Linked DNA regions of Mus musculus: all the other regions are linked to region 1. A link is a contact called in public HiChIP or PLAC-seq data. All regions are on one chromosome and are shown on one strand. The core of a region is the stretch at or near the end of the contact, and the rest is flanking DNA. Distances in the headings are between cores, read along the strand shown. Region 1 overlaps Macroh2a2 (macroH2A.2 histone). Region 2 overlaps Hk1 (hexokinase 1). Region 3 overlaps Hk1 (hexokinase 1).

The links. HiChIP or PLAC-seq counts read pairs in DNA pulled down with a chosen protein or histone mark.
Region 2: an HNF4G HiChIP or PLAC-seq map of pancreatic cancer cells shows a contact between it and region 1. The contact joins two enhancer-like sites. A contact is called at or near these places in 2 of 115 datasets of contacts at active chromatin or transcription factors (large pre-B cells and pancreatic cancer cells).
Region 3: a contact with region 1 is called in an HNF4G HiChIP or PLAC-seq map of pancreatic cancer cells. The contact joins two enhancer-like sites. A contact is called at or near these places in 1 of 39 promoter capture datasets (liver), 1 of 484 Hi-C or Micro-C datasets (cardiomyocytes) and 3 of 115 datasets of contacts at active chromatin or transcription factors (cardiomyocytes, embryonic stem cells and pancreatic cancer cells).

The regions. Positions count from the first base shown.
Region 1 is chr10:61,758,767-61,761,811 of GRCm38.p6, forward strand. All of the region lies in intron 1 of Macroh2a2 (macroH2A.2 histone), which reads right to left. Among named protein-coding and RNA genes, the nearest start is that of Mir5108, 14 kb to the right of the region's middle. Within about 2 kb of position 1,300, at least 105 of the 459 cell types and tissues checked have an H3K27ac peak or open chromatin away from gene starts, as enhancers often do. A contact at or near this core is called in pancreatic cancer cells, where this site is marked.
Region 2 is chr10:62,311,815-62,314,674 of GRCm38.p6, forward strand. All of the region lies in intron 2 of Hk1 (hexokinase 1), which reads right to left. Among named protein-coding and RNA genes, the nearest start is that of Hk1os, 27 kb to the right of the region's middle. Within about 2 kb of position 1,512, at least 59 of the 459 cell types and tissues checked have an H3K27ac peak or open chromatin away from gene starts, as enhancers often do. A contact at or near this core is called in pancreatic cancer cells, where this site is marked.
Region 3 is chr10:62,331,117-62,334,103 of GRCm38.p6, forward strand. All of the region lies in intron 1 of Hk1 (hexokinase 1), which reads right to left. Among named protein-coding and RNA genes, the nearest start is that of Hk1os, 7.6 kb to the right of the region's middle. Within about 2 kb of position 1,640, at least 109 of the 459 cell types and tissues checked have an H3K27ac peak or open chromatin away from gene starts, as enhancers often do. A contact at or near this core is called in pancreatic cancer cells, where this site is marked.

The sequences.
Region 1 (3,045 bases), core at 50-2,549:
GGGAAAGAGATACCTGCATAAAGTTAGGGGTGGGAAATGGGGCAACATTTTTGTTGTTAGACTACTTCCTGTTGAGTGTCAAGTTCCTTGGGGAAAGACAGGCTACCTAATTTCTTCTCTGCACTTAACAAACCATGATCAACAGTGACCTACAGCAAGCAACCAACAACCAAACAATACCCCCTGACCCCCACTCCCCACACTGCTTCTCAGGGCCCTAGCTCTTATATAGTCTCTGAAGATGTTCCAGAATTTAATATGTCACACACTCATAGAACCTATCTGCAGCTGGCAAAGTCACGCCCCTGCTAGAGCACAAGACAAATCACAGTCAGCTGCTGCGGTCAGTCCAAAGTAGCCACATATCCCACATCTGGGATTATAACAAGAACATATTTTAAAAATATTTCTGTGTTTTTTTTTAAAGAACCCAAAACTCCAAAATTGTCACTGTATTGGAAGTTAATATGCAGTTGAGGATGACCTTGATTGAACATGTGATTCTCCTGCCTCCATCTCCTGAGTACTGGGATTGAAGTCATGTACAACCATAACAAGTTTACATGGTGTTGGGGATCAAACCCAGACTGACCTTCCTGCACACTAGGCAAGCACCCCGTCTACAGGGCTACACTTCCAACCCCAGAATACCATTCTTTAAAACAGAAGCCTTCCCCAAAGGGCAGTATTGATGAATTATGTTGTTGCCTAGCAACTAGACAGCAAACAGAACCCAGAGTTTTGTTCCTTGGGATGGGGAGTCCAGGATGATTTGGGGGATACTTTTGAAGCCACACAGAGAGGTGGATTCCGTGTGACGCACCAAGGGACAAGGCTCTAGCTTACTGTCCCTTATGAAGCCATCTTCTAAGTGAAGACAGCTGTGGCATCCTGGACACACTTTTGCTCTTGTTATTTTGAAACAGGATCTTTCTATGTAGCCATGGGCAGCCTGTGTCAGGTTTGCTCAGACACAGTCTTTCTAAGGCTAAAAATAATTGTTAAAGGGCTGGGTTGGTCTCAAGCTGTCAGGTAAGTGAATATTGTGACCAAAAAAATATCATATACTATTTATAACTTATATAGTAAAGATCACAATATATAACAAAGTATAACAATATATAATTATGGAGCGGTATAATTCAGAGTAAGTAAATTACATAGGACAAAACAAGAGCAGAGTAAAGCCAGAGGCATTTCTAGGAAATGAGTCAAAGCTCTCTGCTCCAGGGTGATGGCATTCCCTTGTTGATACAAAGGAGAAAGTAAAAATAAACTGACATTCCTTCTGCCCACAGAGGCAGCAGCTCACATTTCCACAAGGCCGGCTTAGCCGCAGCCCACGTGACAACGAGAAAGCCAAAGGCTCAAAGGATGATGGGAGATAGTACTAAATGGATGCCCAGCTGCTGGGAGATACACAGCTAGGGTTACTGAACCTCGCACAGGACATTTTCTTATTTATTTTTGCATGTGCATATGTACATATGTGTGTTTCTGTGTATATGTACATGTACTGGATAGTTTTATGTCAACTTGTCATGGGCTAGAATCATCTGAGAACCCCAGTTGAGAAAACACTTCCGTGAGGTCAGGCTGTAGAGCATTTTCTTAATTCAGGATTGATGGGAGAGGGCCCAATCCCTTATGAGTAAGGCCACCCCTGGGCTGGTGGTCCTGGGCTCTATTAAAAAACAGGCGGAGCCTCTCCATGGCCTCTGCATCAGCTCCTGCCTCCAGGATCCTGCCCTGAGTGCCAATCCTGGCTTCCTTCAATGATGGACTACAATGTGGAAGTGCAAGATGAATAAACCCTTTCCTCCCCAACTTGCTTTTGGTCATGATGTTTCATCACAGCAATAGAAGCCCTAAGACAATATGTCTCTCTCACATATACATATATACATATATATGTATATATATATATATGCATATATGTGTGTGTATGTATGCATGTGTGTATCTATTCATGAGTGTGTATGTATGTATGCATGTACGTGTGTATGTATGCATGTGTGTGTGTGTGTGTGTGTGTGTGTGTGTGTGTGTGTAGGGGATGGGGAACTTGCATGAATGGCACTCCACAGAGTGCAACTAAACTCAGGTCATCGGGCTTAGTAGCACTTTCCTTTATACACTGTGCCATCTTGTAGGTTTAATTTCCTGTTGCATCCCAAAGTCTGTTAGGGTTGAGATATTTTACACATCAACTATGGAATTAAGAGTAATCAGTCCTGAGACATTTCCTTCCTTCCTTCCTTCCTTCCTTCCTTCCTTCCTTCCTTCCTTCCTTCCTTCCTTCTTTCCTTCCTTCCTTCCTTCTTTCCTTTCTTCCTTCCTTCTCTCTCTCTCTCTCCATTGTTTTCTTTTTATTCTTATTTTATGTGTATGAATCTTAATTTATTGATTTGTTTGCTTGGCTATTTATTTTATGTGTAAGGGTGTTCAGCCTTACACACAAGCATGCCTGCTGCAGGTAGGGACCAGACGAGAGTGCCGGATCCCGTGACTGCAGTTACAGACAGCCGTGAGCTGTCACACGGATGCTGTTGAACAATCCTGGGTCCTCTGGAGGAGCAGCCAGTGTTCTTCACCACTGAGCCATCTCTCTAGGACCTTCCCATAATTCTGAAGCAGGACATCCCTATTGCCCCTCTGGCACCCGCTGCAGGGCCTAGGGAACACCACGTAGGAGGATGGAAAGAACACTACAGAATTTGGTCCTGCGCATAAAAGGTGACCACAGCCATCATGGACACACAGTAGTTGCCACTACCTGAACAAGTCTGCACGTGGCGCCAGAGATGTGAGAAGGAGGGCACTGGCAGGGGATCAGAAGGAGTTGGCAGAAATGGGGGAAGGTGAGAGAGGCTATTGGGGTGAATGTGACTGCAGTCAATTCTATACAAGTATGAAATTGTCAAAAAAAAAAAAAAGAAAAAGTCTATAGAATGAGGCCTTTGTTTTGTTTTGTAAAACAGATCTTACTGTGAAGTCTAGGCTAGCCTAGGACTCACTGTGTAGCTCAGAGTGGCCTTGAACTTG
Region 2 (2,860 bases), core at 262-2,761, 550 kb after region 1:
AAAGCAAACACAGATGCAGGTGCCTCCGAGCCCCAGCCTGTGCTGGAATACACGACAAACAGAAACTGCTGCCTCCTGGGAGTGCCTGGCTCTGGGAGTGAGCTGCTTGCAAGCCAGCTCCGATGACAGTCCTTATCCTCAACTCCACCTGAAGCAGCCATGAAAGCTGGGTGTCACCCGAACTTCAAGTCGCCCTCAGGTGCACAGCAGCTTCCAAGGTGGCCAGTGCTATAGCAGACCCCATCTCAAACCGAAGGGAAATAGCATGTGGCGGCCCTCACCTTCAACCCCAGCACTCGAGGCAGGGTGGGTGGATCTCTGTGAGTTCAAGGCCAGCCCTGATTTATAGGAGTTCCTAGGCCTACAGGTCTCAAAAAAAAAAAAAAAAATAAAGAAAGAAAGAAAGAAAGAAAAGAAAAGGAAAGAAAAGGAAAAATGAAAGAAAGAAAGAAAGAAAGAAAGAAAGAAAGAAAGAAAGAAAGAAAGAAAGAAAGGAAGGAAGGAAGGAAGGAAGGAAGGAAGGAAGGAAGGAAGGAAGGAAGGAAGGAAGGAAGAAGAAGAGGAGAGGAGAGGAGAGGAGAGGAGAGGAGAGGAGAGGAGAGGAGAGGAGAGGAGAGGAGAGGAGAGGAGAGGAGAGGAAAGGAAAGGAAAGGAAAGGAAAGGAAAGGAAAGGAAAGGAAAGGAAAGGAAAGGAAAGGAAAGGAAAGGAAGAATATACTCAAATAAATCTTTCTGCTTCGAATGGAAAAAGATAATGGTATGCCCGTATGTTTTCAGAAAACTGTCTGTGGCTTCTCCTTTGTAAAGAACTTGCTGTGACCCATGACAGGGAAACAAACATCCAAGAATGTATAGCATCCCATAGCTCCCAGGCTAACCAAGACCTACAATACCTTTTGCACTAAATGGGGCAGGGGGACCCCTCAGGAATGAGAGTCAGCGGAGAGAAACTGCATGGGGAATACTTTCCATTAAAAACATCCAAGGGGGGCGGAGAGATGGCTCGGGGGTCAAGGGCAGGGGCTGCTCTTGTGGAGGACCCAGGTTCTGTCTCCAGCACCCACCTGAAGATTCGTAACCCTCCACAACTCCAGTTGCAGGGCATCTGATGCCCTCTTCTGACTTCACAGGACCCAAGTACGTGGAGCACATACACACATTACATGCAGGCAAAACATTCATACATACGGGAAACAAACAAACAAACTTCATACCTTTAATCCCAGCACTTGGGGGGGGGGGCGCAGAGGAAGGTGAGTTCCAGATAGATAGATAGATAGATAGATAGATAGATAGATAGATGGATGGATGGATGGATGGATGGATGGATGGATGGATGGATGGATTCACCTTCTCCTTTCCTCACTCTTCTTATTAATACTGATCTGTATTGATCCTATCAGCACCAGAGGAAGGGGGTTGGGGGGAAGGAGGTTGAAGGCCCAGACTGCTGCCTCGGATTCCTCAAACCCTGTGACTGTGTCCCAACTGTACCCCGATACGGGGTACATAGCTCTGTGCATAGCTCCGTGACTCATCACGGTTAAGATACCACTGCTTGTGAGGCACACCATTATCTGATGAAACATTAATGAAGAAAAAAATGCCGCAGGGCCGATTATGAATAACTGAAAGGAAGCGGGGGGGGGGGGGGGAGGGGCGACGGGCATGCTACACAAAACAATCCAGGTTTCAGGGGCTTTTTAAGAATAAGAGATTCCAGATAAATGAGATGTGGAAGCATTCTGGGGAAGCGGCTGTGCTGAAGTAAACAGGTCCCTCTGTGCTCAACTGCCCAGGAGCTTTGGTACTGGGGGGGGGGGCAGGGGGGGAGTGAGGAGCTGTCTCCAAGAGGGAACTAGAGAACAGGGTATTCCCTGAATGTGTGGGCCTGGTCTGGAAGCTTAACTGGGGGAAAAAAGTGTCCAGGTTACTACTGTCCCACTCTGAGACCCTAAACCCTGGAAATGGATGGTGGGAAAGGCGGGGGAGGGGCCACAGCGGGGGAGGGGTACTAAGGGTACTAGGAGGGCACTGGTGGGAGACACAGTTCAGAAAGAACTTCTTCCTCTCACTCCCAGCTCCTCCTTCCTGGTTACACAGGCTCACGGGTCACCTTCCAAGTTCCCAAGCCCAGCTCACTCGCCACTCCCAACTCCCTCCCGACTCAGCGGGCCAAAGTCACCGGCTGACCTCAGCTCAGACACGGGACAGATTCTTTGCCTGCTTGTGGGTCAATCCAGGGCTGAGAAAAACTGAGAGTGAACACAAGGGGCTCCCATCCCCAGCCACAGGCACCGGAACACACTCAGGAAACAGCAGCCAGGGTCACTCGGTCGGCCAGAACCGCTTCAAAAGCTGAACCAACCCCTGAACAGACAAAAAGGTCCTGAGTGGATCCAGTTCAATTCTTGAACAAAGACATCATCAGAGACAGAGACACCAGTGTGCAGACGGTGAATCCCAACGCCACCAAGTGGTAACCGATCCTAAGACTCATTGTGGACATTCTCAAGGCCAGGTATAGCCAGGACTATTCCGGCTCCAGCCAGATTGCACACACAGCAAGCCCAGCACTTGCCCTTTGCTGGGATCGGCACATGAACTACTTCTCAAAATCCGCTAGACAAGACTGAAAATCCAGGCCTCCAAAGTGGGGGGAAAGAAATCTCGGAAGTGTGTAGGCCACACCCATAGGTGTAAACTCAAAAAAAGAAACTTGACTTCCTGGAATGTAGCTCCCCTCATGGCATAGGGTGGGTGAGCCCCCATTCTAGTGATGGTGTGGCTTCAGCATCCACCTTTGCAAACTAGTAGTTAACTATGAATTGGCTGGGCAAAATGGCTGCCAGCGAGCAAA
Region 3 (2,987 bases), core at 390-2,889, 570 kb after region 1:
ATGGAGGCAACGGTGCTTAGGTCGGGCAAAGACCAACAGTGGCCAATGGGACACGTCAACGCATATGAACTTACTGGATCAGTTTACTTTCCAAATGGAAGGCATCCTTGGCTCTGTGTGTGTGTGTGTGTGTGTGTGTGCGTGTGCGTGTGCGTGTGCGTGTGTGTGTATTGTGACAGAGACAGACACAGAGAGAAAGAGACAGAGAGAGACCAGACCACACGCACAGGCTGTAGAGCAAGAGCTGGTACTGGGGAGGGAGGAGGGAGCCTGGGGGGCCCTAAGCCTCTCCCATCCATCCTTTCTTCCTTTGGATCTTTTTCCCTAAACTGCCACAGGAGAGCAATGGGTGTAACTCTGAGTCAGGGGATCCGCTGTGGTGACACGCAAGCCCTCAAACAAGGGGTTTCACCACTTGAGGGGGTGTGGGGGGAGGGGTCCTCAGTTTCCTCATTTCTACACAGAGGTGTCCTCCCAGGGACTCACAAAAAAATTCTCCATTCAGCCGGGCGTGGTGGTGCACGCCTTTAATCCCAGCACTCGGGAGGCAGAGGCAGGCGGATTTCTGAGTTCGAGGCCAGCCTGGTCTACAAAGTGAGTTCCAGGACAGCCAGGGCTATACAGAGAAACCCTGTCTCGAAAAACCAAAAAAACAAACAAAAAAAAATTCTCCATTCCCACGCATACAGACAAGAGACACACAGAGGCAAACGTCCACGAGGAAACGTGTGCACGAATGTTCACTGCTGCGTTCAGATGACAGCCAAAAGGAAATCTATCACAGATGCCCGTCAATTGGCAAAAGGACAGACAAACACGGCAGGGGCAATGTGTTATCAAAATGCCAGGAAGTGCTACCCGGTGCCTTCTCTGAAGCTAAGAAGGCAGAGGTGGTCCAAAACCTGTAAGCCCAGCACGTGGGAGGTTGAGCCAGGAGGATAATGAGTTCGAGGCCAGGCTGAGCTACACAAGGAGTTCCAGGCTAGCTAGAATTACATAGAAGAACAAAGGCTGGGAAATGGTTCCCACAGTGAACAAGCACGGGGGGGGGGGGGGGGGGCTGAGTTGGAGCCCCAACTCCCACATCAGAGCACACCTGTAACTCCAACACTGGGGTAGCACAGGAAATGGTCAGTGACAGGTGGATCCAGCCAGTTCAGCCAATCAGCTCCAGGTTCAGTGGGAGACCCCGTCTCAAAAACTGAGAGCGCAGCTACGGATGACACAGCTACTGGTCTTCACGCATACACACACACACACACACACACACACACACACACACACATCCACCCGAATGCATGCAGATGTGCACACACACACGTCAAAAACTAAAAAAAAAAAAGACAGCATATAGCAGGCACAGTGTGACTCTGCCACACCCCACCCCACCCCACCGCTGCTTCCATCTCAGGGGAAGTTTTCCTGCAGGTTTTAGATCCTTGAGCCAAGAATCAGCATGGACTGCACTGAGCCTGCGCTGATATTTTTTTTTCTGCCCGCACTGGGCATGCTCAGTTACTGTTTGCAAAGGGCTGGGCTTCAAGATTCACTGTGCAGTTTTCCCTGAAGCAACGGGGCACATCCACCCTCTCCTTTTACGGAAGATAGCCAGAGAGGCTGTTGGCTTGAGTTCTGTCTGACGAGGGCTGGTCACGTTTAGGAGACAGATAAGCCGACTCTGTCATGGGCTGATCCATAGAGGGGACAGGGATAGGGGTGTGGGGGTGGGGGGAGCTCTGCAGCCACCCAGACCCATATAAAAGGCTCAGCTTCAGCAGATGAGGTGGGGGGAGTCACACATAAATCACACCTGGAGCTGTCAAGTTCACTTAACAGAGTCTGGGACCAGCCAAAGCCACTTGATAAGGTAAATTAGGAAACAGGCTAATTTCTGCTAGATGCCCCAGTACTGAAAGCAAGCCACCTGACGCGCTCCATCACAGATACGCAAAGGATTAAGGACCTCGAGATGGCTCCGTAGCTAAAAGTGCTCTCGCCACACAAACCTGCCAACCTGAGTTCAAACCCCAAACGCTCGTGGTGGATAAAGAGAAGTAACTCTGGAAACCTCACACACACACACACACACACAGCGTGGTACGCAAACACAAGTGAATAAGTCAATTAAATGTCACATCAAAACAAAATTAACCTACCCGTAAAGGTTTGACTATACCAAAAGGTGGCGTGACCAGCGAATGCCCACATTCTGATAGGGGTGCGATAGAGCACGACCATCAGGGATAACAACTTGGCAACGTGGAGGTGACCAGGCACCTCGGATGTCTACAGAAGCCCGCTCCAGAGCTTAAGGAGGTAAAAGAAGCTCTTGCTGACACTGTTATCTGAAGAAAACGAAACACTCAAGCGGCTGTCAAAAGAATGGCAGGATTGGCTTGAGAGAAGCATGTGCTGTCAGAGCACAGCGCCGTTTAAATGAATAAAGTCCACACAGCAACATGAAAGAAGTCCCCCCAAACAGAACGTGGAGCTGCAGAAAAGGATTCGGCAGGGTACACACAGCAGGACACCACTTACAAACATTTAAACCCACACAAATCGAGGGCTCAGGTACTGCCTGAGTTCAGGAGGTGTGCCTGCCTTTATGGTACTAGATGCTGACTATAGGTATGTATGGTTCAAGTGCAAAATCATCCACAGAAATATGTTCTGGATGGTGGAGCTGGAGAGATGGTTCAGCCACTAAGAGGGCTTGCTGCTCTTCCAGAAAACATGGGCTTGGTTCCCAGCACCCACATGGGACCTGTAGCTGGACCTCACAACCACCTCTAACTCCATCTCCAAGGGGAATCTAATGCACATGCGCATACATGGGAAAAAAACATTAATACCCATAAAATAAAATAAAAAATCGGGAGGTCTGAGGAGACGGATGCATGGTTAAGAGCACTCGCTGCTCAAGTTCGGTTCCCAGCATGCGCGTGGTGGCTCACAACCATCTGTAACTCCAATACCAGGGGATCTGA